Regions from separate parts of the Mus musculus genome. Here regions 1, 2, 3, 4 and 5 are each linked to region 6. A link is a contact called in public HiCAR-type and promoter capture Hi-C data. All regions are on one chromosome and are shown on one strand. The core of a region is the stretch at or near the end of the contact, and the rest is flanking DNA. Distances in the headings are between cores, read along the strand shown.

What was found. Promoter capture Hi-C pulls out the DNA fragments that hold promoters and counts their contacts. HiCAR-type assays count read pairs that join an accessible place to other places.
Region 1: a HiCAR-type map of astrocytes shows a contact between it and region 6, with 2.2 times the contacts expected there. The contact joins the promoter of Cfap410 here to the promoter of Pcbp3 in region 6. A contact is called at or near these places in 2 of 39 promoter capture datasets (embryonic stem cells and pre-B cells) and 2 of 115 datasets of contacts at active chromatin or transcription factors (astrocytes and bone marrow-derived macrophages).
Region 2: a promoter capture Hi-C map of liver shows a contact between it and region 6, with 2.8 times the contacts expected there. The contact joins the promoter of Ggt5 here to the promoter of Pcbp3 in region 6. A contact is called at or near these places in 2 of 39 promoter capture datasets (both in liver).
Region 3: a promoter capture Hi-C map of hippocampal neurons shows a contact between it and region 6, with 2.6 times the contacts expected there. The contact joins the promoter of Gstt2 here to the promoter of Pcbp3 in region 6. A contact is called at or near these places in 2 of 39 promoter capture datasets (hippocampal neurons and liver).
Region 4: a contact with region 6 is called in a promoter capture Hi-C map of liver, with 2.5 times the contacts expected there. The contact joins the promoter of Pfkl here to the promoter of Pcbp3 in region 6. A contact is called at or near these places in 2 of 39 promoter capture datasets (liver and pre-B cells).
Region 5: a contact with region 6 is called in a promoter capture Hi-C map of liver, with 2.8 times the contacts expected there. The contact joins the promoter of Ggt1 here to the promoter of Pcbp3 in region 6. A contact is called at or near these places in 2 of 39 promoter capture datasets (both in liver).

What each region holds. Positions count from the first base shown.
Region 1 is chr10:77,976,930-77,981,336 of GRCm38.p6, forward strand. Cfap410 (cilia and flagella associated protein 410) reads left to right here and starts at 1,721. Exons shown (of 7, transcript NM_026431.2): 1 at 1,721-1,852; 2 at 2,824-2,842; 3 at 3,572-3,618. The coding sequence starts at 1,776.
Region 2 is chr10:75,588,062-75,592,629 of GRCm38.p6, forward strand. It overlaps Ggt5 (gamma-glutamyltransferase 5), which reads left to right and starts at 1,320. Exons shown (of 12, transcript NM_011820.5): 1 at 1,320-1,821. The coding sequence starts at 1,649.
Region 3 is chr10:75,833,084-75,837,450 of GRCm38.p6, forward strand. It overlaps Gstt2 (glutathione S-transferase, theta 2), which reads right to left and starts at 1,798. Exons shown (of 5, transcript NM_010361.2): 1 at 1,092-1,798; 2 at 569-656. The coding sequence starts at 1,203.
Region 4 is chr10:78,007,923-78,012,048 of GRCm38.p6, forward strand. Pfkl (phosphofructokinase, liver, B-type) reads right to left here and starts at 1,885. Exons shown (of 22, transcript NM_008826.5): 1 at 1,677-1,885. The coding sequence starts at 1,761.
Region 5 is chr10:75,562,340-75,566,546 of GRCm38.p6, forward strand. It overlaps Ggt1 (gamma-glutamyltransferase 1), which reads left to right and starts at 1,793. Exons shown (of 15, transcript NM_001379537.1): 1 at 1,793-1,919; 2 at 2,482-2,566.
Region 6 is chr10:76,958,936-76,963,249 of GRCm38.p6, forward strand. Pcbp3 (poly(rC) binding protein 3) reads right to left here and starts at 3,012. Exons shown (of 16, transcript NM_021568.2): 1 at 2,813-3,012. Gm35664 (a long non-coding RNA gene) reads left to right here and starts at 3,206. Exons shown (of 2, transcript XR_380584.1): 1 at 3,206-3,240; 2 at 3,441-3,667.

The DNA of each region.
Region 1 (4,407 bases), core at 471-2,970, 1.0 Mb after region 6:
CCACCCCTGTACCTTGGCCACGCCTGTCTAGGTAGAAGAGGTGAGAGCTAGGGAAGTGAACCCAAGCTGAACAGGGTAGCAACTCCACACTTCCCCATCCGCCTTCAACTCTGACACTTGATACAATGTGATACAATGTAACACAATGTAATACAATTTGATACTACAACTCCACCACAGGTCTCTCCAGGACAAACGGGCAGAGTGGGCAATGCCCACCTCCTGTCAAACACTCCTCAAAGTCTTAGCTCCTTTGCCATCATCCATGTCCTTCTGGCCTCCATTGGAGCGGCCAGCAGACCTCTTTAAACGTGGCTGAACTGAGCCTATAAAATTCTTCCCACCACACTGGTGGCTAAGCTGTATCTCTCAGCTCAGGCCTTATTGTTCCTGATGGTAATGAATGGCCCGCCAGAGGCTAAATCTTCAGCGTCCGCTCTCTTTCCACTGTGGGTTCCAGGGTGCAAACTATGGTTTTTAGGTTTGTGCGTCCAGTACTGTTACCTACTGAACCATTTCACTTGTTTTTGGTAAAGGCAGACCAGGGTGGTCAGACAGACAATAGAGCCCTAGAATACTTCATCAAGGGCAGTTTATTACCTAAAGGGCCTGAAGTACCCAGTGCCTGTCCCGGTGTAATCTGTAGGATAGAAAAAGATATGAAGATTTCAACCTACAATCTTTCGTTTTGTTTTCTTCTGGAGATCTGTTTTCTCCAGAAGAAAACAAAACAAAAATTCATTTGTGATTACTTAAAATGCACACTGACAACCACAGGCACAGTACTGACTTTCAAAAACATAACGTCTATTTTCTATTTGTTTGTTTGTTTGTTTGTTTTTAAGGTTTTTGTTTTGTTCGTTTTGTTTTTCTACATATGAGTGTTATGCTTGCATGTGTGTGCAACCCAAGTGACCTGTCTGGTGCGCAAGGAGGCCAAAAGAGGGGCATTGAGTCCCCTGGAACTAGAGTTACATAAGGTTGTGATCCGGCCATATGAGTGCCCTGGAAAAGCAGCCAGCGCTCTTAACTGTTTCTTCAGTCCCTCCCCAAGCCCCCACTACTCGGCTTTGTCTTTTGAGATAATGTCTGTATGAGCCAGTCTTGCCAGAAACTGGCTCAGGCAATCCTCCTGCCTCAGCCTCTGAGTGCATCAATTACAAGTGTCAGTCATCGTCTGGTTGTGGATTAGCTGTTATGTAACACAAATCCCCGATTTGGGGTCAAGCAGAAATGGGTGAGGGCTCAGTGGTGACCAGGGCCATGGCAGGGATTAGGATCCGGAGCAAGCATGCCAGGAGGGTTTCTGCTGGCATCCACTACGAGGACTCTGTCACCCTTCCCGACTCGACCTTTTCTGTCCTCGATGTCTCCGAGACCAGCCAGGCGTCCCGAGTCCCTCACACACCGGCGCCTTTCTCACCCAAGCCAGCCCATCTCAGACTCTTGCACACTGGAATCCTAAGGGCCGCCCTTCCCGCGCACGCAAACACGGGATGCAGAGACCAGCGGTCCCCAGGCAGCAAAGCCCGGAGCCTCGTGCATGCGCAGGACCGGCGGGCCGCCAAAGGGGCGGGGCGGAATCGCGTATCACGGAAGTCGGGCCGTCCCGCTTCGCCGGCGCGCTTCCGCCCTCTCGCCTGACTGCCAATGGGACCTCAGGCTCCGCCCCTAGAAACGCGGGCCCCGCCCCTGGAGACGCGCCGCTGCGCAGGCCTCTCCCGCTAGCCGAGTGTACAGCGGAGGGCGGCCGGGCCCGCGGCCCTGTGGCCACCATGAAGCTGACACGAAAGATGGTCCTGTCCCGAGCCAAGGCTTCGGAGCTGCACAACGTGCGGAAGCTCAACTGCTGGTGAGGCCGGCCAGGAGCGGGAGGAAGCAGAGGCCGCGCTGAGCGCCTGCTACCCCAGGCTAGCTAGGTTGCAGGCTCACTCTGAGGCCAGTGCTTCAGAGGAGTGCGGCCCTCGCAGGATAACTAGAATTTCCCTCTAGTGTTGCTGAGGGCTTTTCGCTAACCCTCTGTGTCTGTGTCTGGTATCTGAAGACAGAGGTGCTTAGTGGCATGTCTACAGGGAGAGACTGAGGTTGTAAAGTCATGATCCGGTGCTGGAGAGGGTGACCTGGTATGAGTGACAGCCTAGACCTTAGATGCTATTATATGGATGCACTCTAAGTTGCATGGCTGAGTCACACTAATACTGAAAGCCCCGGGCTTCTGGAGGAGTTTGTATCTGGCGTGTGGAAGAGCTACAGGTGTCTCTGGGGACTGGGGTGGGATGCTGTGGCCAGAGCATTTAGCAGTGGCAGAGCAAGTGCAGACCCCTGCTTCTAGTAATGGTCAGTGGGCTACTGGAAAGAGTGAGCTTTGTTAATTAAAAGCCTTTCCCTGCCCTGGCACATCTGGTGTTGGGGCCACAGTCCTCCCTGTCCTGGGTTTTCAATAATGCCTTTCTTTGTCGAGCCAGCGAGCACATCAGGGCTTCCTCTGTGCAAGCAGAAACAACACACATTGCAGGCCCGTGAAGTTTGCTTCAGAAGTTGCATGACCGGCCTTTGAGCTTGGCCTCTTATGAAGATCCCTTTGTTTATGTGTGTGACTGGAAAGAGCTTTCTGCTATGGGAGCCTGAGAGGAGAAAACTGTGTACCCCCATGCACCAAGCAGGGAGTATTGGCAGAAACCAACCTCACCCTTATTTGGGCAACCAGCCTTCCTTACTGTTCCGAATGTAGAATCTTTAGATTTATAGACAATTGCCATTTCTTTGGGGATTTTTAAAATATTTTCATTCAACAAATTAAAGTCTATTTCTTTTCTTCTCCAGGGGCAGCCAGCTCACAGATGTAAGCTCTGCCTTGATTGTATCTTCTTCCGGATGCCCCTTCCCCCAGAAGAATAGCTAAAGTTACAGAACTGTGATCTTCAGCTCAGTGCCGTGTCACTTGCTAGACCTGCACAGAGGAAAACAGAGTCAAAGCTCTGCCTTGAGAGGAGTCCCTGGTGGTGATTTCCCTCAAGGACATCAACAGGGGCACTCTGCATGGCCTTCCTCAGCTTCAGGAGGCGACACCCCAACCCCACCCGAAATGACAGGCAGCTGGGACTGTGGAGCCCACAGCCCAGGTCTGATCCACAGATCTGATGGTGTGTCGTGGCCAAACTTAACTGCAGTTCTGTCTGCCTTGAGCCCAGAACCATTGGCAAGGAGAGTGTCTGTCCTTTCTTTGTGCCTCAGGGGCAGCAAGGAGAAAGGGTTGTGTATCTGTCTCAGGGTGGGAAACCACAAGATCCTTGGCCAGGCGTCCTCAGAGGGTATTGACTGTAATGATGTTCTGTGTTAGACACAGAACTGTTGTAAACTGCCAGGTAGAAACACCCAGTGTAGAACACCCCAAGAGCAGGCTGGGCCACAGAGACCAGCATGCAGCTGATTTCTTCTGAGTGCCCTGGTTGTGCAAGCCCATACCCCTTGGCCCCATTAGTACAGGTGACAGGACCCAGGACACATGTGTCCCCTGACCCGAGGTGACCACACTATTGTTAACTCACTGGCCCCGTTCTTCCCTCCCTAGATTTCCATATGCCGGGAGATGCCCAGCCTAGAGGTAATCACACTCAGGTATGTGACTGACTGTAGTCCTGGGGCATGGAAGCAATGGGGAGGCCGGGGAACTCATGTCTTTCCTCTGGAGTGTGGGAAAACAGGCAATCTGGAGACTCCCAATGCCATCTAAGACAGCAGCATCTGCTAACTGTCTAGGGAATGGGACTTCAAGAACCTGGAGCCCCTACCTGCTTTTTAAGGATCTTACATGGGCCTCCTAAAGGCTTACCTCTGCTTGTCCTCTCACATTCACCCCAGAAAGTAATCTGTGTATTTGTAGCAGGCTCCCTAATAATGAGTAGTAGTTCAGGTAGGCCAGTCCTCCCTGTGGCTACATCTGTCCCTGAAATTCCCAGTACCCTATCTCCCTGCCTTCCTGATTCCATCACTTCCATCCCGACATTCTCTCCTGCCCATCCTGGGGCCCAGGATAAGGCTGACACTTAGGGCCTGTCGTAGGGTTTCTATTCCTGCACAAACATCATGACCAAGAAGCAAGTGGGGAGGAAAGGGTTTATTCAGCTTACACTTTCACATTGCTGTTCATCACTAAAGGATGTCAGGGCTGGAACTCAAGCAGGCCAGGAAGCAGGAGCTGATGCAGAGGCCATGGGGGGGGGGGGGGACTTTGGCGGTGAGTGGATGCTGTTTTCCCTTCCTGTGTCTCCACACTTTCTTATGGGATGGAAATCATCCTAACGCCCTGTTTTGTTTTGGTTTATATATGATACGGAGCCTGTGGGCATTTTTGCTGAGTTTTAACCAGTGCCTGCTGTGGGTCAAAGCGTGTCCTCTGGGGACTCA
Region 2 (4,568 bases), core at 70-2,569, 1.4 Mb before region 6:
TTCCTCTAGGAAGATGTGGGAACAGGCTTACAGGAAACAGCCTCCCTTGTCCAGGCTTAGCAGGGACTCTGGGTGTGACACTTAACAGGATGGGTGGCCAGTGCGGGCATTCCCTCTCTGGGCCTCTTTTTTTTTTTTTTTTTTTTTTTTTTGGCATTGCCAAGCCGGGGGGTACGAAGATGGGGGCGGGGGGCATGCTCAGTGGAAAGAGAGTGAGGAATGATGGGAAGGCCTGAAACCAAGAGCTCTTCTGCCCTGCACATGTATTAATTCTGATCACGAGAGCACATTGGTGGGTCCTCACTGCTCCAGCTGCCTCCCACTGGAACATCCTGAGATCATGGAAAGATAGGACCCAAGCCAGGCTCCCAGAGGAGGAGGCTCACCAGCACAGAAATAGCCCTGAGTTCTTCTGGACTCAGCAAGTGGGCCTCTGAGCTGCAGAAAAAGGGAGGGCACTTGAGCAGGGCAGCCTCGTCCTTTAGAGGTCTAAGGTTGAGTTTATGGGTCACTATGTCCCAGCACTGTGTGTCAGCAGCACTGGGTGTCAGGGCACTGGACATCTGGCCTGCCTGCCCACTCCCTTCCCACCCCATGCTCAGATGTTTGGATGAGGCTGTGCCAGGCTGTAATAAAACGGTCCCGACGAGGCTGGAGAGCTGGCTCAGCAGTTAAAAGCACTGACTGCTCTTCCTGAGGTCCTGACTCTAAATCCCAGCAACCACATGGTGGCTCACAACCATCTGTAATGAGATCTGATGCCCTCTTCTGGTGTGTCTGAAGACAGCTACAGTGTACTTACATATAATAAATAAATAAATAAATAAATAAATAAATAAATCTTTAAAATATTTTAAAAGATTCATTTCTATAAAAATTTTAAAAATTAAAACAGCACGGTCCTGAGTGGCTACCTTGGTCTACCTTCAGCCCCATCTCTGTACCAGCTGGGTGATTGCATTGAGAGGCTGCCTGGGTGGAACCAGTTGGGAGTGGAAGCTGGGGAATGGAGTTTCACCCTGCAGGAGACACCCTGACCCTGAGCTGTTGGGAGGCAGGAAAACAGTGAGAGAGGTTCCCTGAGTTCCATGTCCCAGTTCCCCTGGGTGCATCAAGCATCACATTTCCAATGGCACTGGGACTGAGGAGTCTTTGGGTGGTGTTGGGGCAGCAGGGCAGGCCATGGGATCAACTGGCGATGGAAGAGTTAACAGCGGCAGCTGGCTCTTCTCAAGAAAAAAAAAACTCCCTGTAGATGCCTGGCTTGCCTCCAGGGTTGAGCCTCGGGAGCTGAAAACTGCAAGTTCAGACCTGTGGCTAGTTCTGCCTCTGGAGGAGAGTGTAGCAGCAGCCTGGCCACAGCCTGCCGTCTGTCTATCCATAAACCCAGGCTGGCTGGCTTCCTGTTTCTCCTCTGTAACCTGCCTGGCCACCTATCTGTAAGGCTGTCCGTCATCCTTTCTGTCCAGTTGTCTGGCCTGTGTGGCTGTCTGTCTTGACCCATCGATCTTTCCCCTCTGTCCAATAGCCTGAGATCACCCTGTGTAGCTTCTTTTCCCTTCAGTTTGTCAGTCAGTTTGTCTGTCTCTGTCTGTCCACTGCCCTGTGTGTCCAGTTGCCTCCCTCTCTGTCCCTGGGCCACTGAGCCATGGCTTGGGGTCACAGGGCCACGGTCTGCCTGGTCCTGCTGGGTGTAGGTCTAGGTCTGGTTATCGTTGTGTTGGCTGCGGTCCTTTCTCCTCGTCAAGCCTCTTGTGGTCCCGGTGCCTTCACGCGTGCTGCGGTAGCGGCTGACTCCAAGATCTGCTCGGATATTGGACGGTGAGTAAAAAGTGGGTGTGAGCTCAGTGGCCCTTGGCAGCTAGCGGGTTGTGCCTGGAGACTGTGTAACTGTGGTGGGGGTGTGAAGAGGGACACGCGAGTGCCGGCTGTGCTTGCGGTGGGGTAAAGGCCATGTGTGGTTTGGCTTCCTACAACAGTCCCAGGGCCCTTGCACAGAATGGTGTATGTGTGTCCATAGGGAAGATGGGGACTCTGGACAGCATTGCAAAGATGGTGTGAGTCTATTATTGAAGATCGGCTATACAGTGCTGGTTGGAAAGGCAGACTGGATGAGACCTGTGACTTTGTGCCTGCTGGTTCTGACCAAGACTGGACCTTTTTCAGAAACCTGGGCAACGGGCTTCAGGGTTCCATACATTGGTCTGCCCTGCCACAGAGAGAGGGAGGTCCCAGGGCCAGTATAAGAAAGCACGTTACAGCTGTCAGGACCTCCCTCTCTGTGGCAGGGTCTGGCCTTGGTGAGTGGAGTGACTGATGTGGAGGCTGGGAAGGAGGGAGAGAGACAGACAGAGACAGACACAGACACAGAGAGAAAGAGAGGCAGAGACAGAGAGACAGAGACAGAGAGACAGAGAGAGGAAGAGTGGGGAGAGAGAGACAGACAGAGAGATAGACAGAGAGACAGACAGAGAGAGAGGCAGAGAGAGAGGCAGAGAGAGAGGCAGAGAGACAGACAGAGAGAGAGGCAGAGAGAGAGGCAGAGAGAAGCTACAGTGGTTGTTTCCTGACCTTCCAGGAAACCCAGCCCATGGGAAGCCTATGCTACCCACCATGCTGCCACAGGATTACCCTGAGGCAAGAAGTCACTCCTGGTCCCCTGCCTCCCACTGGGGCCCTGAAACCTGGACAAGCCTCTCCTTTTTTCTGGTCATCTGGGTCTCCTTCCCAGAATATCTGCCTGGTAGCCCACTGTCAGGGTTCAAGTGCTTTGTAAACCCAAGGCTGGGTCCTGCAGCAGGCAGAGTGGTGGTCCTGGCCCAAAATACCATGCTGTTATGCTTTTTTTTGACTGTTATTGAATGTACCTTCTGTCTGTCTGTCCTTCCTTCTTCCTTCCTTACATCCTTTCTTCCTTCTGTCCATCCTTCCATCTGTCCTTTGTCTGTTTGTCCTTCAAACCATCTGTCCTTCCTTCCTTCCTTCCTTCCTTCTGTCCATCCTTCTTTCTGTCTGTCTGTTCATCTGTTTTTCCTTCCATCCTTCCTTCTGTCTATCCTTCCTTCCTTCTGTCCATCCTTCCTTCCTTCTGTCTGTCCTTCCTTCTGTCTGTCTTTCCTTCCTTCTGTCCTTCCTTCTGTTTGTCCTGCCTTCCTTCCCGCCTCCCTTATTCCATCTGTCTACCCATTCTCTTCCACCTCCCTCGCTCACAGTAGCCCGCAACCCTGCTAACCTGGTCCTCTGAGTTCCCAGACTTCCTGGAGGATTCACATCTACATTTAACTTGGAACTCCATGGGAATAGCAGCCCGGATCAGTAGGGACAGTCCTTTCTACGTCACATGGCGCTCCCAAGGGACTCAAGAGTTAAGACCAACAGTTGCTCTGTCTCCATGAGATGCAGCATCTATTTAATCCTTCTAGAATACAAAATTGTAACTGAGGTGGGGTATGTGTGCACGCTCAGGCCCCACAGAAAACCAGCCAGAAGAGCAGCCTCTGTGAACAAAGGGGCGTGCTTCTACTATCTGTGAGAAGGCTCTCTGAACAGGGAGCATTGGTCTGCGAGGCCCAGGCTGTGGTTGGTGCTAAGAGCCTGCACTCTAAACTCTCAAGCTTCCCCTGGTGGAAAGCGGATGTGGGTTCCCCCACAGTGTTTTGTTAAACTCTTCTTGCTTCCTGTTCTTGTTTTAAGAAGTCAAGGGTGGGAGGGAACCTATGGACCCAGCTGCTTACCGTAAGAGAGTGCTTGGTGACCATAGCCAGACTAGGCCTTCAGGAAGGTGCTGTTGTGTGTCTCCTGGCCAAGAGCTTTTCATTCGACTTAGGCTGTCTGCCCGGGGGAAGAACCTGGCCAGTGTCACTGTGGGAAGTCTTGGTGCTACTGGTATTCCCCCCTACTGTTGCTGCTGCTGTTCTTGCCAGGATGGGAACGCTGTGGAAGGGTCAGTCTTTCTAAAGTCCCTCACCTCTCCCCTGGGACACCAGTGTGCCCAACCCTAGGTACTTAATGGCCACACCCTTATTTACCAAAATCATAGAAGGTAAGGCTGCTTTGGGGTTCTGGCGAGTAGGTTTCTGGAGGGCTGTCATCTGGACTGACACTGGGCTACAGGTTGGGGTGACAACTGAACCCCAAAGGCTGAGTGTCTCCTGCTGCTTCATGTCCACCTGGCATCTGAGGGTTGCACTCTTCGTTCAGAGGAGAGCAGTCACACAAGCCAAGCTCTATGGCACCATGTGGGCCTCAGTTTCCTCTCTGTGATATGGCTTTTAGGCTGCTACCTCCTTCATGGGACGCCAGGGAACACACAGGTGAATTCACCTCACACAGTGGACGTGTTCCTTCAGTAGCTAGACAGTCATTTGCCTGGATTCATCTGGACATAGGCCAAGATCTCAGGACCCAAGGGGAGATTAGGGTGTGGCTCCTGGTTCTCATCTTCCAGGACTTGGGCTTCAGTTTCTCCTCTTTCTTCCTCTCACCCTGAAACTTGTTCTGAGACCTTCCTTGTTCTCCATATTCCCGGCCAGCTCACCAGGAAGTGACTGCCTTCCCCAACCACTGGG
Region 3 (4,367 bases), core at 548-3,047, 1.1 Mb before region 6:
TGTCGTGGACACTGACCCCTGGCCAGACCTTTTTCTCTCCGCCTTTCTTTTTTGGTGGTGGTTGTTGTTGTTTTGTGGGTTTTTTTTTGTTGTTGTTTTGTTTTGTTTTTTAGCTCTCTGACACTAGACTCTAATGGGAGAACCAAACAGTCTGTGAGCCCTGACCCTTTCATTGGTCTCCGGGGCCAAGCTTTGGCGGATTAAACAGGACATCTAGGAAGTTAGGAGAAGCCCTTCCTAGTCCTTTGTTGAATCTACATTTTTTTTTCCCTAACCCTTGACAATCGTCCCCTTGTCGCCTTCCAATACCCCTCAATCAGGATAGGGAGGCCTGGAGGGGGAGGGGGGGAGTCCAGCAGATGAAACAGGACAGAAGCAAGGGACATGCTGGATCAGCCCTCTAGTCTTCCAGGACCCCTTCCCACAGAGTCTGCTCTAGCCAGGCCCCCTCACAGCCTAGGGTCGGAGTCGGCCAGGGCCCCGCCCCGCACCCCACTCCAACGGAAGTGGGGCGGCCAAAGGGAGCCGGAGGAGGTAGTGAGGGCTCTGGGTATATTTACAGCTGCACCTTTCGGTCAACACGAAGCTTCCGTCTTTGAGTACAGGAACTTTGTTTAAGCAGTTCACCTGGGAGAATTGCTCGCTCATGTGCTGCCCTGGGAAGGAAGAAGCCAGAAAATGCGTGCAAGGACTCAAGCAGTATTCCTATTTTCCCCTTTCTCTTTGCAACCAGAGCAAGGTCGAAACGGCCAAAATCCGGATGGGCCGGGAACCAGAGGCACAGAGGTGGCTCAGCTATGTGTCTCTTCCCTGCAAAGTCTCCGGAATTTTGTGAATCTAAACACTGCGTGCCTTCAAAGCAGAAACTGTAGGAATCTTTCATTTTTCTCCCCACGTCCCAGGACAAAAAGTCTCTCTTGTCAGAGCGGAAGTTACGTTTAAAGAGGGCTCTGAACTGACTAAGACCACTCCAAAGAGAGCAGAGCATTCCTTGGTGGACGGCGCTGGGGGTGGGGGGGGTCAGATGATGGGGAGATTGTACCCAGGCAGAATGTGAAGGACTGACATGGTCTAGGGGTAAATGTGCCAACCTTTGAGTATATCCACGGTACGCGTCTGGAAGGGGATGCCATTCTTCTTGGCGAAGATGTAGACAGCGCGGCTGGGTTGTGACAGCAGGTCCAGGTAGAGCTCCAAGCCCATTGCCGGTAGCGACACAAGATGGTGTGCCGACTGCGTTCGATAACAGCAAGCTGGGGTCCAGCACAGCCTCAGTTGGCCAAGCCAAACGATTTCCTCCTCTGGATAGCTGACACCTGCTGATCTTGGGGAGGGAGACGCTTTGGAGGACTTTATACCAAAAGCAGGGCTGAGGTGCGCGCGCACTCAGACTGACTTATGCGATTTGCTCCAGCGGACCGTGGAGCCAGGAATCCAGCCCAGGACCTTAGTCTCACCCGGACGCGGAAATGGCCTAGCTGGGCTTTCGTGGACCCAACTCAGAGTTCTGTGGACGTAGTCGTTTGCGGGGAACTAGACCGCTCAGCTCCTAGCTCTCAGTTACTGCAGGAGGGGATCTTAGAGGCTGATCGCTGATCCTTCTTTAACGGGTGAAGCTTGTTGCAGGCTGCTAGAAACTTTGCCTTAAGGAAGAACTGTGGTTGGTCCAGCTGCCCCGTGCAAAACAGGTCGTCTAAGAACACTGGACCTCCCCAGATCTGTGAGGCTGGGCAGCAAAGCTTGAAGGAGTCACAGGACCACCTCTCTCGCCCGCCTCCAACACTCTCCACGGTAGCATCTTCCGATGGGGAAAAGAGGTGCCCATTATCACTGGCTTTATCTGAATCTTTTAGAGTAGCTATAGCCCGTGGGCCATATCGGGCACCAGAATGTTTCCCTGGGCGTTTTTCTTTTTTTCTTTTTTCTTTCTTTCTTTCTTTCTTTTTTTTTTTTTTTTTTTTTTTTTTTTGACATTGAGGGGTAGGGGTCTTGCTATAGCACAGGCTGGCCTCAAACCCTTCTGCTCCATTGATTCTCCTGTCTTAGTTTCCTGAATGTCTGGGACTCCCAGGTGAGACCTATCCTGCCTGGCTTTCCAGGGAATTTATGTTTGTTTGATTCATTTGGTTGGCTATTTTTTGTTTTGTTTTGTTTTGTTTTGTTTGAAACAGGGACTCATATAGTCCAGGTTGGCCTCAAATTCGACTTCATTTTCCAAGTGCTTAGGACTACAGGCATTTGCCATAGAACCAGTCTTACCCTGTGAGTTGATAGCTAGGAGCTGTGGTAGCCAGTAGGCTCAAACCGAGCTCTCTCAAGTGGCCCCTCCCCTCGCCCCTCCCACCGCCAGAACCGTCTGAAGCCAAATTGCCCTTTTACCTAAATAAGCTGGTGTTGTTTTTTGAGGAAAAGGATTCTGAAAAACACAAAGCTGTCCCCAGAGGAGCTTCTTCTGCAGCCCTGCACCGCACGTGGCTCTGCTCGTGCAAATTCGGTAGGGAGAGCATGTGATCCAAGATGACTGTACCCACCCAAGCCCTCTGATGTGATTGGCCCCTAGAAGTCTCCTGGCCTTGTTTATTTCACGTGCTTCCCCTAGGTCAGACATCCTCTCTCACGGGATCAGATATGGCTCTTGAATGGATGGACCCCTGAATCCCGCCCCGAAACACCCCCCCCCCCCCCCCCCCGGCTTTCACCCTGCAGACTCAGGTACCTGCTTCGCTACTCTCCGGAGAGTCCCCTCCCACACTGGCAAGGAACTGGTTTGGCTGCCTCACTCCCCTCTTCCATCTCATCCTCTCTTCCGGCTTCTTAACCCCTCCCCCCCCCCAAAAAAAGGGCTTCCTTGAATCTTGACAAAAATACCCCTTTTTTTTTTTTTTTTTTTTTGCTACCCTCCCTTTTTGACTGGTAATAGTTTTCATCTTGATTGTCAGATACCTAAAGCCAGAGTGAGTGGTAGTTTGAATGAGAAATGCCCGCCCCCGCCCCACCTCCCCACAGCCCATAGTTTCCTGCGTTTGAACCTAGTGTATGAACAGACCCCAGCTGGTGGTCTGTTTTGTGTGGGTTATGTAGCTTTTAGGTTGTGGCACCTTGCTTGCTACAGGAAGTATGTTGCTCATGGCAGTGGGGTTTGGCAGTTTATACCCTGGGCCACCTAGGGGGAGCCTATCTGACAAACAGGACAAAGAAAATCAGTAGCTAGAACCTGGTTTCATGACACAGCATTTGTTTAGCATCAGTGAACCTAGCCCTGGATTCAACCCTCCACACCACAAAACAAACAAAAAAACTGAAGAGAAGCCAAGGTTCACAAATCACACCGAACGGTGGTTACTGAAGTGGTGGGAATAAAAGTTGGAATGGCTGACTGCCAGAGAATAGTTAGTCTTCAAACGTGTTGACCTCATTCTGTGGAAACAGCTAATTTGTTTGAGGAAATTTTGTTGTTATTCATTGAGACAGGGTCTGTCTATATAGGCTGGCTGTCAGGGAACTAACTATGTAGAACAGGCTAACTCTGAACTCACAGAGATCCTCTTGCTTCAATCCTGGAATTAAAGGTGTGTACCACCATCCTGGCCTCTGGCTAGGTTTTCTTAGCTCTTCTCATCTTTTAAATTATTATTGTTACATACATATGTGTGTATGTGCACAGATTATATAAACCTGCTAGCTCTATTTTTTTGTTTGTACATATAAACTCAAGGCTGACAGTTCTGCATTGGACAACCAACTAAGGAGTTCATTCCTATGAGAGGCTAATTCTTCTCTATTAGTGGCCAATAGTTCTTTGTCTAGGGTTGGGACCTGGAGACTTTCTCCCTTCAACATTAACATGTCCATAGATATTGCCATTGCTCCAGTATAGTTTGTACAGCCATTTCTAGAGACTGTTTCGCATCAGACTTCCTGGTATTCTGGTTCTTACAGCCTTTCTGTGATGTTCCCTGAGCCATGGATTCAGGAGCCACGATGCGGATTATCTGACTGGCATGCACAATATGATCTTACAATCATCAAAACATTAGATATCCTCTAAATGTTCTTTATAACAGATTGCAAACTGCTGTAGTGTGACCACTGGGTCATTCATCTTCCTCGTCTCTCGTCACACAGCCGTACCTCAGTGAACAGCGCAAACGCAAACCACGAAACCAGCTACAAGAATTTTGGACAGCCGCTCTCCTCTGAACGCCAGCTCCCATACCTACCACCAGGGTGGGCGTCCGAGAGTTACCCTCGGCTCCCTACTTCAGAGGACTACCCCACGAAGGGGCTTCTGGGAAATGCAGCATTTCCCGCCCTCCTCCGAGAGTCCGCTGCGCAAAGCATGCTGGGAATCCTACACTGCAGGGAGG
Region 4 (4,126 bases), core at 635-3,134, 1.0 Mb after region 6:
GAAGGCATGAGGAGCCCAGCAGCTGACTGGGCACAGAAGAAAGCAGGGCCTGGGGAACACACCCACAGGCGCTTCCAGAATTCAGGCAACAGAAGGCTCCACTCTGTCCCATACCAGCTGCTGCCCCTTGCCCACTGATACTGACCCTACCCAAAGAGGACTCTGGGAAAACCTGTAGAGATCTTGCCCTGAAGCCAGAATGGAAATGTAAGCAGGTTTTGCCTACCCTCTCCTGACCAGGAAGGGCCTCCTGTCTCTGGTTCCTCCACCAGCCTCCAAAACAAATGTCTGTCACCCTGGTGGCCCTGGCCTGGCAGCTGCCTCTCACAGAAGGCAGCAGAAGTCCTCGCGCAGAGACCACTCAATATTACCATCCCTCAGACACTGGGGCCTCCCTTGCTCAGACAGGAGCCTGAGGTGGATAGCCTATCTATGCCTGCCAGAGGCAGGAGCCCTACAAATGGGACTCAGGACTCTGCTGGCCTCACTGAAATGCCTATCTAATGGGTGATGTGGGCCTAGTCAGGGCCTCTCTTGTGGTCCACTACCATGGGTGATTCTTCCACAGGTCCCCGGCCCAGTCTCAGTGACAGCACTGGGATGTACAAGCTGAAACAGCCCTGAAAAAGGGTATGCTGACTGCCAGCCTAGACCAGGCCCAGGGGACCCAACAGAGATTTGAGATTTCCAGCATTATGGGAGTCAGAGTGACATTTTTTCCTGCCTTCCTGGACTTGCAATCATGCTTGTAAGATGTATCTATCCTGTGTTGTTCCTACCGATCTCTTAGGTAAGGGCTGGGCAGTCAGGAACCCCGCTTAGGAGCATGTGTGTCTGTATTTCCTGAAATGTTTGGAAGGAAATGGCGAAGCTCAACTGCAGTGCTCAGGGAAGCCAAGCCCCTTGAAGCTCCACGTGTCTTCCTCAGCCCCCAACTGGGTAGTATTTCTTTTCAGCCGGACCCAACTAGAGCCACAGACTTCGCACATCAGCAGTCAGCCTGGAACCAGGCCACCAAGAGAGGGGCTGAGAAGAGGGCAGATCCTCCCAAGCCCAGACTTTTCCCTAGCCTTACCAGGCCGAGAAGAGGCTGTGCACCCTCAACTATTAGCCCTGTGGTGCTTGCCCTGTTACACCGGTAAAAAAATACCCCCGCTCCACGCCCTCTGTTCTCCACTTAAGTCTCCATCCAAGGGACAGGAAGCAGCCCAGGCAAAGGCGTGTGGGCAAGCCTGCCTCAGTCTCACCCCATCCCAGTACAGAGAAGGTAGGAATCACAGGCTGCACGGGGGAGGGTACAGGGTCCCTGATCCTTTCAAATTCCGGCCTGTGAAACTTGGCCGGCTGTGCTTCTCTTAGAGGTCCTGACACGTGTGGCCTAGAAAGGAATAGCCCGGTGCCCTAAGTCTGCGTGCTGCGCGGACACACCCCCAAACCGGGCGGACCTAGGCAGCGCGAGGGCGGGGCGTGCCAAGGCCCGTGGCCTGCAGCACGTACGCCAGCTACCCGGGGCGGAGCTTGGGGACAGGGACCTGAAGCCACGGTGCTCCACAGGAGATTGGCTGGCCAAGTACACCCCAGATCCCTAGGCGAGGGGCAGTGGACAAGCCCGAAGGGTTCCGAGGACAGGCAGAAACCCCAGATCCATCCCTAAACACGCCCCCGCGTCCCATCACCTTGCGCATCACCGCCGCTGGTCAGCACTCCAATGGCCTTGCCAGCCCCCGACATCCGCAGTTTCTCCAGGTCCACGGTAGCCATGGCGGCAGCGGAGACCAGGAGCCCAAGCTCCTCTCCCGCCGCTCTGCGTTCCGCGCCGCTGTCGCCTGTCCCCGCCCCGTGCGCCTGCCTGTGTACCCGGTTTGTCCCGCCCCGCCCCGGCTCCGCCCCCAGTATAACGTTTGACTGACAGGCTCGGGGACCTGGTCGCCCCTCTAGTGGCTGCTGGAGAAGGTAGCTGCGCTAAGAAAGGCGGAGCGCACGCCAGTCTACAAATGTCTGCGCAGCGGTTCCGGAACCCTGGTTCCCCAGGCCCGCCACCGAACTCCCCAGGTACCCAGCAGCTAGGATCAACGTCCTCACCAAATGAAGTTCACAACCTGAGCCTGACTGAAGTTTCTGGGCAAGTGGAGTTCATGCTACAGCAAGCTGATTTTACATCTGTCCAGGCGCTGTTAAAGGAAACCTGTAGCCAAGTCTCACGGGCATTTTAAATCCCACTTGGCCAGCATCCGGGGATGCAGGTGTGGCTTGGGTGAGAATTCCTAAGCCGCTCCTTGAGTTGATTTAGGCTTGCAACAGTCTCCTTCGAGCCGAAGTTAAAAAAAAAAAGGAAAAGGAAAAAAGCCAAACAAACAAAAAAAGGAGAAAGAAAGAAAGAAAGAAAGAAAGAAAGAAAGAAAGAAAGAAAGAAAGAAAGAAGGAAAGAGAGAGAGAAAGAAAGAAAGAAAGAAAGAAAGAGAGAAAGAAAAAGAGAAAGAAAGAAAGGGAGAAAGGGAGAAAGAGAGCAAAAGAAAACATAGGAAAGCTGCAGTTGTATCTGAGACGATAGCCACGATTCGTCCCATCGCGACTGCTGAATGTAGTTGGGGATTTGGAAAGAGAAACACTTAGCGTAGCATTTTTACTTCAGGGTGATTTGCTAAACCTGCCGCTTCTCTCAACTCTCACAGCTCCTGGTTCAGGCGAGTGGCCTTTGCCTGAGCACAAAGTGGGGAACCAGCCCCTCAGGATTGGTTAGAGGGATTCGAAGCTGGTGGAGCAATGGTCAGATCCAGGACTCTCAAGGAAAGCTACCCACAGTCCAGAGCGCTGGATCTGGGCTGCCATGGTAGGGCTGTCCTGCAGAGATGAGGGTACCCCATCTGACCCTGACAGTTTGTTGATTTTTGCCTGGTTTTGCTAAATTCTTTAAGAGCTATTTTTATTGTCTGGCAGTGGTGACACACGCTTTTAATCCCAGCATTCAGGAAGCAGAGACAGGCAGATCTTTGAAGGTCAGTTTGGTCGATAGAGCAAATTTCAGGACAGCCAAGGCTATACAAAGAAACCAAGAACAGGGATAAAAGGAATAAAGGAAAGAAGGAAGGGGCGGTCCGTTTAACTCAAATTCTAAGAACATAACAGGGCTTTTGTTGGTGGGGAGTGGGGAGGTGTTTTGGCTGGAGATATGGCTCAGAGGTTAAGAGCACTGGCTGCTTTTCCAGAAGTCCTGAGTTCTAGTCCTGACAACCACATGGTAGCTCACAATCATCTGTAATGGGATCTGGTGCCCTCTTCGGGTCTGTAGGCATACATACAGGCAGGCCATACACACAGTATACATAATAAATAAACCTAAAGAAAAAAAAGAAAAAATGTTTTACTGGATTGTAGGGGGGTTATAACTCCTGCATAAAAGGTTATAAGAGGGCTGATGAGATGGCTCAGTGGGTAAGAGCACCCGACTGCTCTTCCGAAGGTCCGAAGTTCAAATCCCAGCAACCACATAGTGGCTCACAACCACCCGTAATGAGATCTGATGCCCTCTTCTGGTGTGTCTGAGGACAGCTACAGTGTACTGACATATAATAAATAAGTAAATCTTTTTTTAAAAAAAAAAGGTTAGGAGAGAAAAACTTGCTGTAAACTCAAGTTTCAAAGTAGTTTATAGAAAATACTAGCTGGGCATGGTGGCACACGCTTTTAATCCCAGCACTCAGGAGGCAGAGGCAGACGGATTTCTGAGTTCAAGGCCAGCCTGGTCTACAAAATGAGTTCCAGGACAGCAAGGGCTATACAGAGAAACACTGTCTCAAAAAACCAAAAAAAAAAAAAAAAAAAAAAAAAAAAAAAAAGAAAAGAAAAGAAAAGAAAAGAAAATACTAATGTCTAATGTGGCTTACAATGGACTAGAAACATCAAAAAAGGAGCATAAAAGCTATATACTGGCTATAGAGCCCTCACAAGTAGCCGCTGCACCAACATTTTTGATCATCATTTTCCTGTCATCTTAGCACCTATGTGTATATACATGTGTGCCCTTCTGGATTCTGTTTGTTTGTTCTTTTTAAAAAAAAAAACTTATTTAATTTATATGAGCATACTGTAGCTGTCTTCAGACACACAAGAAGAGGGCATCAGATCT
Region 5 (4,207 bases), core at 543-3,042, 1.4 Mb before region 6:
CCCACGTGGGAACTGTTTGTGGATAAGTTATGGGCAGCAGTTATAGCTCAGTTGTTCTGAGACCTTCACTACTCGTGAGGTAACCCATCAGGCGTGGAGAGGAAGCCAAGATATGAGTGCCTGGCAAGTATGGTGGAAGGCTACATACAGAAGGGTATGGAACTGAACCAGCTCCACCATTGGTCTCTTTCACACAGTCAGAAAGCCCAAACTCAAACCAACTCAAGGCTGTTAATTCGGCCAGGTCATCTGTAATCAGGTCATCTCCAGCTTCCTGGTAATCGTGACTAGGACTCAGTCTCTGTTGTTTGTTGTTCCTTGTTTGTTTGTTTGTTTGTTTGTTTGGGATAGTCTCACATAGCCTAGGCTGGTTTCAGTTACTTAGCTGGTAATGACCTTGAACTCCTGATCTTCCTCTATCTACTTCCAAAGTAGATTTGACCTGCCACGCCCAGCCACCGAATGGTTTTGAAACCTTCTCTGGGAGGAAGGAGGCAGATAGATCCTCCGTGGAGACCATTTCCCTGAGCTTACTCTGTCAGGAATGGGTCTTCTGCCTGCAGACGGAGTTTCCCCAGAAGGAAAGGCGGCAAGAGGCTTTCCGTTCCCTGTGTTGCTCTTGGCCGAGTGTGTAGCCATAGACAAAGTAGGGTCCTGTGATGGTTTCAACCTGGCGCCCCAAGTTCAATGGCTTAAAACAGCAAGTCCCGGTTATTGGGAGCCTGAAATCTAATGTAAGCAGAGCCGTGCTCCCCACCTCTCCCCCACTGCCCCCAGGACTATGGGGCCATATCCTTCCTTGCCTCCCCTCCTTCTGAGCTTCCTGGCAATCCTTGAGGCTGTTTGGCTTGTACTTGTGTCGCGCTGACCTCAGCTTCCTACTCCACATGGCTGTCTTCCCTGTGCGACTACCCAACCGGCCATCTTGTAAGACCACTAATTACTGTATTTAGGGCCTACCCTAATCCAGTATGATCTCATCCGAACTAATTACCTTGTGAAGACTCTGTTTCTAAATAAGGTCACACTCTGAGCTCTCCCTAGTGGGCATGAACTTGGTGGAAGGGGGAAAAAAAAACAAGACACCACAGAAGCCTCTGAAACCCTCGGTTTCCTTGTCTGTAAAATGGCGATGGCATTATAGGATTAGAGACTGGCATAGCATAGTGTTGCATAAGTGCGCCTTTATTCTTTAACGTGATTAATCTTCTGTGACATTTTTCTTCTCCTATCAGTGCTGATATTTGAGTCCAGGATCTTTGGCATGCTTGGCGATCGTTCTACCTTTGGGCCACACCTAGCCCCTCTTTCTTACTTTACAGTGAGCCTAACCATTCACTCCTCAGCATCGATCCATTCAGGACTGGGCACTGTGCATGCAGCCTAGACTTCCTCAGAATTGGGAGCCAAGAAAGATTTTGGGAGGTGTCATAAGTTAGCGGAGTCTGAAGGAAGACGACTTTAGCCTGTAAAATGTCCTGGCAGGAGCATTGAGGGCAGAGAAAGGGCAGGGGCAGGCACCAGCAAGGCAAGAATTTCTCTGCAGGGCAAATGGGGGCCTTTGAAGGGTTTTCCAGCGGGAGAGGAAAATGTTCCATTAAGGTAACAGCAGCCTTGCAAACCACTGGTGAGCAAGCGTCACCAGGTGATAGGAGTGGTGGGGGAGGGTACTAGGTGTGGCTTGGAGGAGGTCACAGATAACACCAATTGGAAGGGACCAGTGAAGAGGCAGGGGGTGGCTTCTGAAGGGCTGGACTCTGGCTTCTGTGGCTGGTAGAGGTTTGTGGAAGGTAGTTGCTTAGCTCAGGTTAGGACTTGTTGACCTTGGGCATCTGACACAGCGGGTGGCTCAGACTTGGACTCTATGTGCAATGTGATATAGCTCAGCATGGAAGATGTAAAGAGGAAGGGAGCTCTGGGTAAGCTGAGGACGGAGTGTAGGGAAATTGTTGGGCGGTTTAGGTACCAATTAAGTCGCAGGGAGGTTGTGGGTGGACAGGTGTGCTTGCTTGCCTTGTGGTCCAGGAGGCTGTGAGACACAAGTGAGTTAGTTGGCTTTCCTGCAGACTGTGGCATGTGATGGTAGGGGCGGGAGTGAGGAGACCAGGACATGGGTAAGACAGGGCTTCCCTCCCAGCCCCCCCTAGAGATGCCAGACAGCACAGATAATTACCAGGTGATACAATAAATGCCACCTGAGAAGGGGGGCGGGCAGGAAGGGGGGCAGAAGTGACTGCAGAGCTGGGAGTCAGAGCCAGGCTAACACTGAGGCTTTGAAGAGCTCTGGAGCCTTCTGAAGTCTGTCTGTTTCATCCAGTCCTCAAGCTCCCTTGATCCTCTCTGGAGAGGAAACCAAGGCCAGAAAGGGAAGGTTTCCCAGGTCCCCAGCTCTCAGGGAGGTCAGGCATGAAACCGGGAGCTATGGGGTGCACATTTCTGTTATTCTGCTGATGAATTCTGGAGTTGGACTTCACTCACCAGATGCTGAATGCTCCCAGGAATTAACAAGCTGACCATCCCGGAGGCCCACGCGCTTGGCTAAGTACAGGCTCCACTCACACCAAAGGCGAGTACTGGGATGGGGTGAACGGGCAGCACCAAAAAGCCAGGCTTGCGGGGGGGGGGGGCAGAAGGCAGAAAATCTGACCTTGCTGTGGTGTGGTCATTCAGAGAGTACTTCCTCAACACCGTTGGGTAACAGTGGCCCATTTACGGATTCTTCTGTCTGGTCATTGTGGTCTATGTGTGGTCAGGCACTCTATGCAGGTAGTCACAGGGCATGGGTGTCCCCTGCATCTGTGATCTGTGGCCTGGGATGATTAGAAGGGTCTGAGACCAGACCCATCCAAAATGAGCCGAAGGAGTCACAAGCTGGGGCTCGACGCTAGGGGAGAACTTGCCAGCTGCTTTTAGAGATGAAGAACTCCCCCCAAGGGTGGACTTTTCTAGGGTGTTGGAAAATCAGAGGGAAGGTTGAGAATCTGTGATCCTCACGTTCATTAAGCTGTTGTGACTTTGGATTTGAAGTCAGTTTCATCCCACCAGTTTACCAGGGGAGTCTCAGGGTTGCTGGCTTTCAGGGTGGGGAGGGAGATCCTGTCCCAAGAGAACCGGAGTGTGGGGAGGGAAGGACCCACCCATCTCAATTACTTGAACTGACTTCTGAGGTTTAGACTATCGACCTCAGCTGTGAACCTTACCCACTGGGGGTTCAAGCCCTGCCCAGAGCTTCCTGACATTCAGGTAAGTCAGTACTACCATGGGGTGTGGTTGGACTGTACGAAGAGAGTTTCAGGAAGTGGTTGGCTGAACCCCTCCCCAACCCACTAAGCTGCAACCCTCCAGCATTTGGTTTCCGGTACTGACAGCTCAAGTCTGGCTTTACTAGGACCGGGTTTTCTAAGATGGAGTGCGGGAAGATAAGCCCTTTGAAACAGGAAGTGCCTTGGGGACCACTGTGAACCCACTTCTCTGCAGGGGAGCTGGAGTAATTCCCCAAGCCACCCCCTAAATGTGTTCCTAAGTCTCCTGCCTGGCCAAGGTCCCCCCAGGGCATGAACTCCTAAAAGAGGAGTGACCTTAAGATGAAAGGAGCAGGTGGTGTAGCCCCGCCCTAGGCCACACTGTCCAGCAAAAGCTCTTGCAGAAATTAAACACACAGAGAGCCCCCGCTGGGCCAGTGTCCACACCAACACCCCTTCTCACAGCTGCCCTCTGCCCAGTTCCCCAGAGCAAACCAAGGAGCAAAGAGACACCCGCAAGGGTCTTAATGAGCAAGCCGGGGTTAATGGGTTACCCAGCATGGTGATATATTCACCAGCCTCACAGGGTTCTCAAAGTCCAGACTAGCCGAACTTTCAAGGTCTAGGCACGTAGGCTTTTCCAGCCCTGACACCTTAAGAGTTCAAGGGTGAGGCCAAGGGAAGTCAAGAGACCTCCTCCACACCACCCATGACTTGTCCGAAGCTGCCTCTTCAGGAAGTCTCCAGCTCCAGCCTCTAAGCTTACAGGTTTCTTCCTACCTCAGTTTGGTCTCAGCTCTAGTTCTGACCCTTTCCTCTGGCTCCCATCATAACATCTGCTCCCTCTCTAGGCCCTGGCCTCCCCACCCCGCCAAAAGCACTGTGTGTTTTTTATTTTCTGTGTGTGGTGTTTCCGCTTGTATGTGTGCCGGTAGCCTGCTTGTGTGCCTGGTGCCCCCGGAGGA
Region 6 (4,314 bases), core at 1,762-4,261:
ATGTGGCTCAACAAACTTTAAAATTACAAACTTTAGAATATTATACAATTTTTTTAGGATTATTTTGTAACTCAATCGTGAAATTATTGAGCGCGAAAAACTTTATAGATGATAATGCTGTCTCACAGTGACGTGCTTGGAACTTAGGCAGATTTCTGAGTTCAAGGCCAGCCTCGTCTACAAAGTGAGTTCCAGGACAGCCAGGGCTATACAGAGAAACCCTGCCTGGAAAAAAAAAAAAAACAAACCTGAAAAACTCATCATAAATCTATGCGAATTTTCTTCTACCTACAAAAGAACATTACTGGGGCAACACCAGCTCTGAATTCCAGACATAGTGTCTGACCCTTTCCATTCTAAAGACCCTGTTTCTAACAAACTTATTTGACTACTGAGTGAGTCTGTCTTCGCACATGTGCACACAGACAAGGCAAAGTACTCCTGTGAGGAGAGAGATGGTGGCCAGAGGACAACTTTCAGGAATCAAGTCACTCTTTCCACCAAGGGCTCCAGGGACTAAACTCAGATCATGAGGCATACAAAGCAAATGCTTTTACATGCCACGCTGTCGCACCAGCCTGGAAACTTCTTTTCCCAAGCTTTACAATACTAAGCTCTGACTGTGTGCATGAAGTTATATAAATTCCAAAGTGTGTGCACTGAACAAGCATCGTGTTAATATTGGTACCTACACACAAGCAAGAGAGGCTTTGGAGAGAAGGGAAGGCCTCAGCTGAACTTGTAGCTAGAAGATGGAGCTTGCTGAAGGACCTCAAGTCTCAAGACCACACGTGGAGATCCTCCAGCCTTTCTTAAGTTCCAGCCATCTCCAGAGAATACTGATGTACACACACCCCTCTCTGGAGCAAAATGGTCGTATCAGATGTTAGATAATGAACTGTCTTTGTTGTGGGGACTGGGGGTCTGTTCTCCGCAGAGACACAGCCTGCAGTTTTTCTGGAACTGAAATCACAATTAAGTCCAAAGAAGAGAAATGGGCCACAAGTTTGCATCAGAACGGGAACTAAATTTCAGGAAGGCTGTATTAGAGAAATGGGCTCAGAGGGAGAGTATGGATGCTAGCTCTGCAGTCTGGCCTCCAAGGGTCTTTCTCCAAAGCCCTGCCACCCAGAATGCCTTTTGGTGAGGCACTAAAAACCCTTCTCGCCGGTCGTGGTAGAGGCAGAGGCAGGCGATTTCTGAGTTCGAGGCCAGCCTGATCTACAAAATGAGTTCCAGGACAGCCAGGGTTATACAGAGAAACCCTGTCTTGAAAAACCAAAAAAAAAAAAAAAAAACCCTTCTCAACCTACAGTGCCATCGGTTCGCATACAAAGCTAATGAGATTTAAAAGTCCGTAGTGCTGCAAAGAAAAGTAAAAAGGAAATAGCCAATCCTGGGGCCCACCTTCCATTAACTTAAAATTCTCCTATACTAACAACATAGTGCAGAATAAGAAGCCAGACAACTTCACACTTCTACTAAACAAAACACTTTGGGGACAATAAGAAACAGTTCTGGAACACACCTCTTTCCCAAAACAGAAAATACGGCCATCAGAGAGAGAGAGAGAGAGAGAGAGAGAGAGAGAGAGAGAGAGAGAGAGAGAGAGAGAGAGATTGAGAACCGGCGCCTGTCTAGTCTACCTGTTCAGGCTCTAATGAATGGTGCGGGGAAAACCTGAGGAGAACTGAGAGGAAAGAAGAAAACAGAAGACCACGGTGGAGGGGAGAGGAGAAAAGGCCGCACCCTGCCCTCGCCCCACATCCATCCTCTGGGCTTCCTTTTTTTTTCCTCCCCAGCTCGTCTCAATCACAAGACATCCGTCTAAGCCTTGCAAGTCCCAGTGAGATCACAGCTATTGTGTGTTGACCCGAAAGCCTGCAGCGTAATGTGCCCACTAACAACTTCTGAATTTAGGGAGGGAGTAAAGAGGCCTGGGTTTTCCTGAGTGGCTCTACCCCGACCCCCGACGTAGGCCAGGGCCAGTTACCGTCAGACTTTCACAAGGACCCTAGGCCGTGCCTGAATCCAAGAACAGGCAAGACCATGCAGAGCTGGAGAGTGAGCCCCTCACTGGAAACTTCTGTCTAGGACCCTGTTCTGGCCCCAGCTCCAAGCCCAAGGGGCTATCAAGAACTACTCTATTCCGGGAGCCCGACCCTCGGCCCCACACTTCCCCACCCACCCACCCACCTCTTTCTCCCTCTCTCTAAGTAATTCCTGCCTCAGCCTAGGACCCCGGTCACAGCCTGGGAAGCTGCTTCCCTTGACCCTTTGCTCAGCCTGATACACATGCCTCTGGGATTCCCATCTTCAGTCCTCCGACCATCGCTTTGGCCTGGGATACCCCCACCCTGCTTTAAGCCTGGGACTCTGCACTAAGCCCTGGAACCTCAGCCTTGAGCCCTCAGAGCTCGGTACTCAGTCCTAGATCCCCGCCCTCAGCCTAGGACCTTGGTCTTGGCCTGGGACCCCTACCTTCAGCCCGGGACCCCCGCCCTCAACCTGGTACCCCCTATTCTCTCCCAGGACCTCCGCCCTCAGCCTGGGACCCTCACCTCAGCCTGGAATCCTCGCCTCAGCTTGGGACCCTCGCCTCAGCCTAGGATCCCGGCCCTAGTACTGAGATCGCCAACCTCAACCCTTCCCCCAGGATCCCCAACACCCCAGCTCGAATGAAGTTTTCTGACTGCGAACTGTCCGGTCCTCTGGCCTTTGGAGGGGTCTCGGCCGGCCTGGGACGCGGCATGCGAGCTACCTCCGCGCTGGACCCCCCCACACACACTTCAACCCGCCGCCACTCACTCACCTGCCCCGCCGCGGACAGGGAGGCCGCGGACCAGGTAGAGCCTATGCTGCCGGTCGGGTGGGGCAGAGGAGGCGTACACGGCGCGACGCGAAGCCCGATGCGACCCAGCGGCGGCCGCGGCGTCTCCTAGCTCAGGCGACGGTAAGCAGCGCCTCGAGCTCTGGCCGAAGCACTGCGCGCGGCGAGGACCCGCCCCCTCCGTGCAACCAGCCACTCCTGCGCAGCCCGCCGCCTCTGGCCCCGCCCCCGCTCAAGGGCAGGGCCTGAGAAAGCGGGCGCCGGGAGCCAATGGAGCTGCGAAACGGTGACCATCACAGCCAATCAGGGCACGGAAAGCTCTCCGGCTAGAAGCCGTTTAGCGTCGAAGGGCGGTTAGGGTTGGGCGGGGCCCCACTCTGGGGCTGGGAGGAGGCGGGGCTTCTGGAAAGGTTAGTCAACTGGCGGGGGCGGGGACAGTACGGGGCGGGGCCAGGGCCGGGCCTGGGGCGGGGCCTCCAGAAGGCTAGAGGGAAGGGAGTGGATGCTTGGTTGTGAGATGGCTGCGGGGCCTGCATCCTCTGCAAGTGTTTGGCACACGCAGCTAGCGGGAGACTGCAGACACCCAGTCTCGCACGCGCTGATATTCTAGGGAGGTCAGTTGGACCCACAGCCTTCGCGACTATGTGGGCCTGATCCGTTGACCGCAGCCCTTCGCGGGTGCCCCTCTCTGCTTGGAAGCCTTTGAAAGCCAACACAGCCCAGACTGTAGAACTTGTGTTTAGGTTCTGGGCCTGCACACCTGTCCACAAGCGATTCAAAGCCGATGGAAGAACTGGCTGTGGTAGTGGCTGTGGGAAAACATGTCATGTTGTTGTTGTTGTTGTTGTTATCTTTTGTGCACCTTTCCTCAGAGGTGTCCTGCTCTATTTTGTGTCAATTAACTATCGTTTTCATCGGACTAAACTTCCTTCATCTGATTGCTCTCTATTAGCTTAGGCTTATTCCTTTCTGCACACCACGAAGGTAAAGGAACCAGGCCAACTTGTAATTCCAGTACTGATAGAAGCTGCGAGTCCTGGGAACTCTGCCTTCCATCAGTACCTAGATACCCAGGAGCCCAGGGTCATCCTTCCTGGCTTCCTGAAGCAACCTGAACCAGCCAGAGAAGGCCTCTTTGGACTTGGAAATCAAGCTTTGCCCTTCATAGGTGGAGAGAGTGATCCACATGTTTACCTCCAGACTTTCGAGAAGCATCTCTGGGAAACAGAGTTGCTTCTTTGTTGTCATATGAACAGACGGGTGAGCAGAGAAGTGGGTTGAGGGTGACATTCTAGCTGAGATGACAAAACTCATCCCGCCCTGAGCCTCAAACCCACCAATGACTCACTTCGGTGCCAATAACGATATATCATACATGCAAAGGGGTGTATACATAGCTCTGTCCCCTCATCCCTCCACCTGTTACAATCACGATCTCTATGGTAGAGTCAGGAAGACTCCGTAGGTCTGAAACCTCACCATAG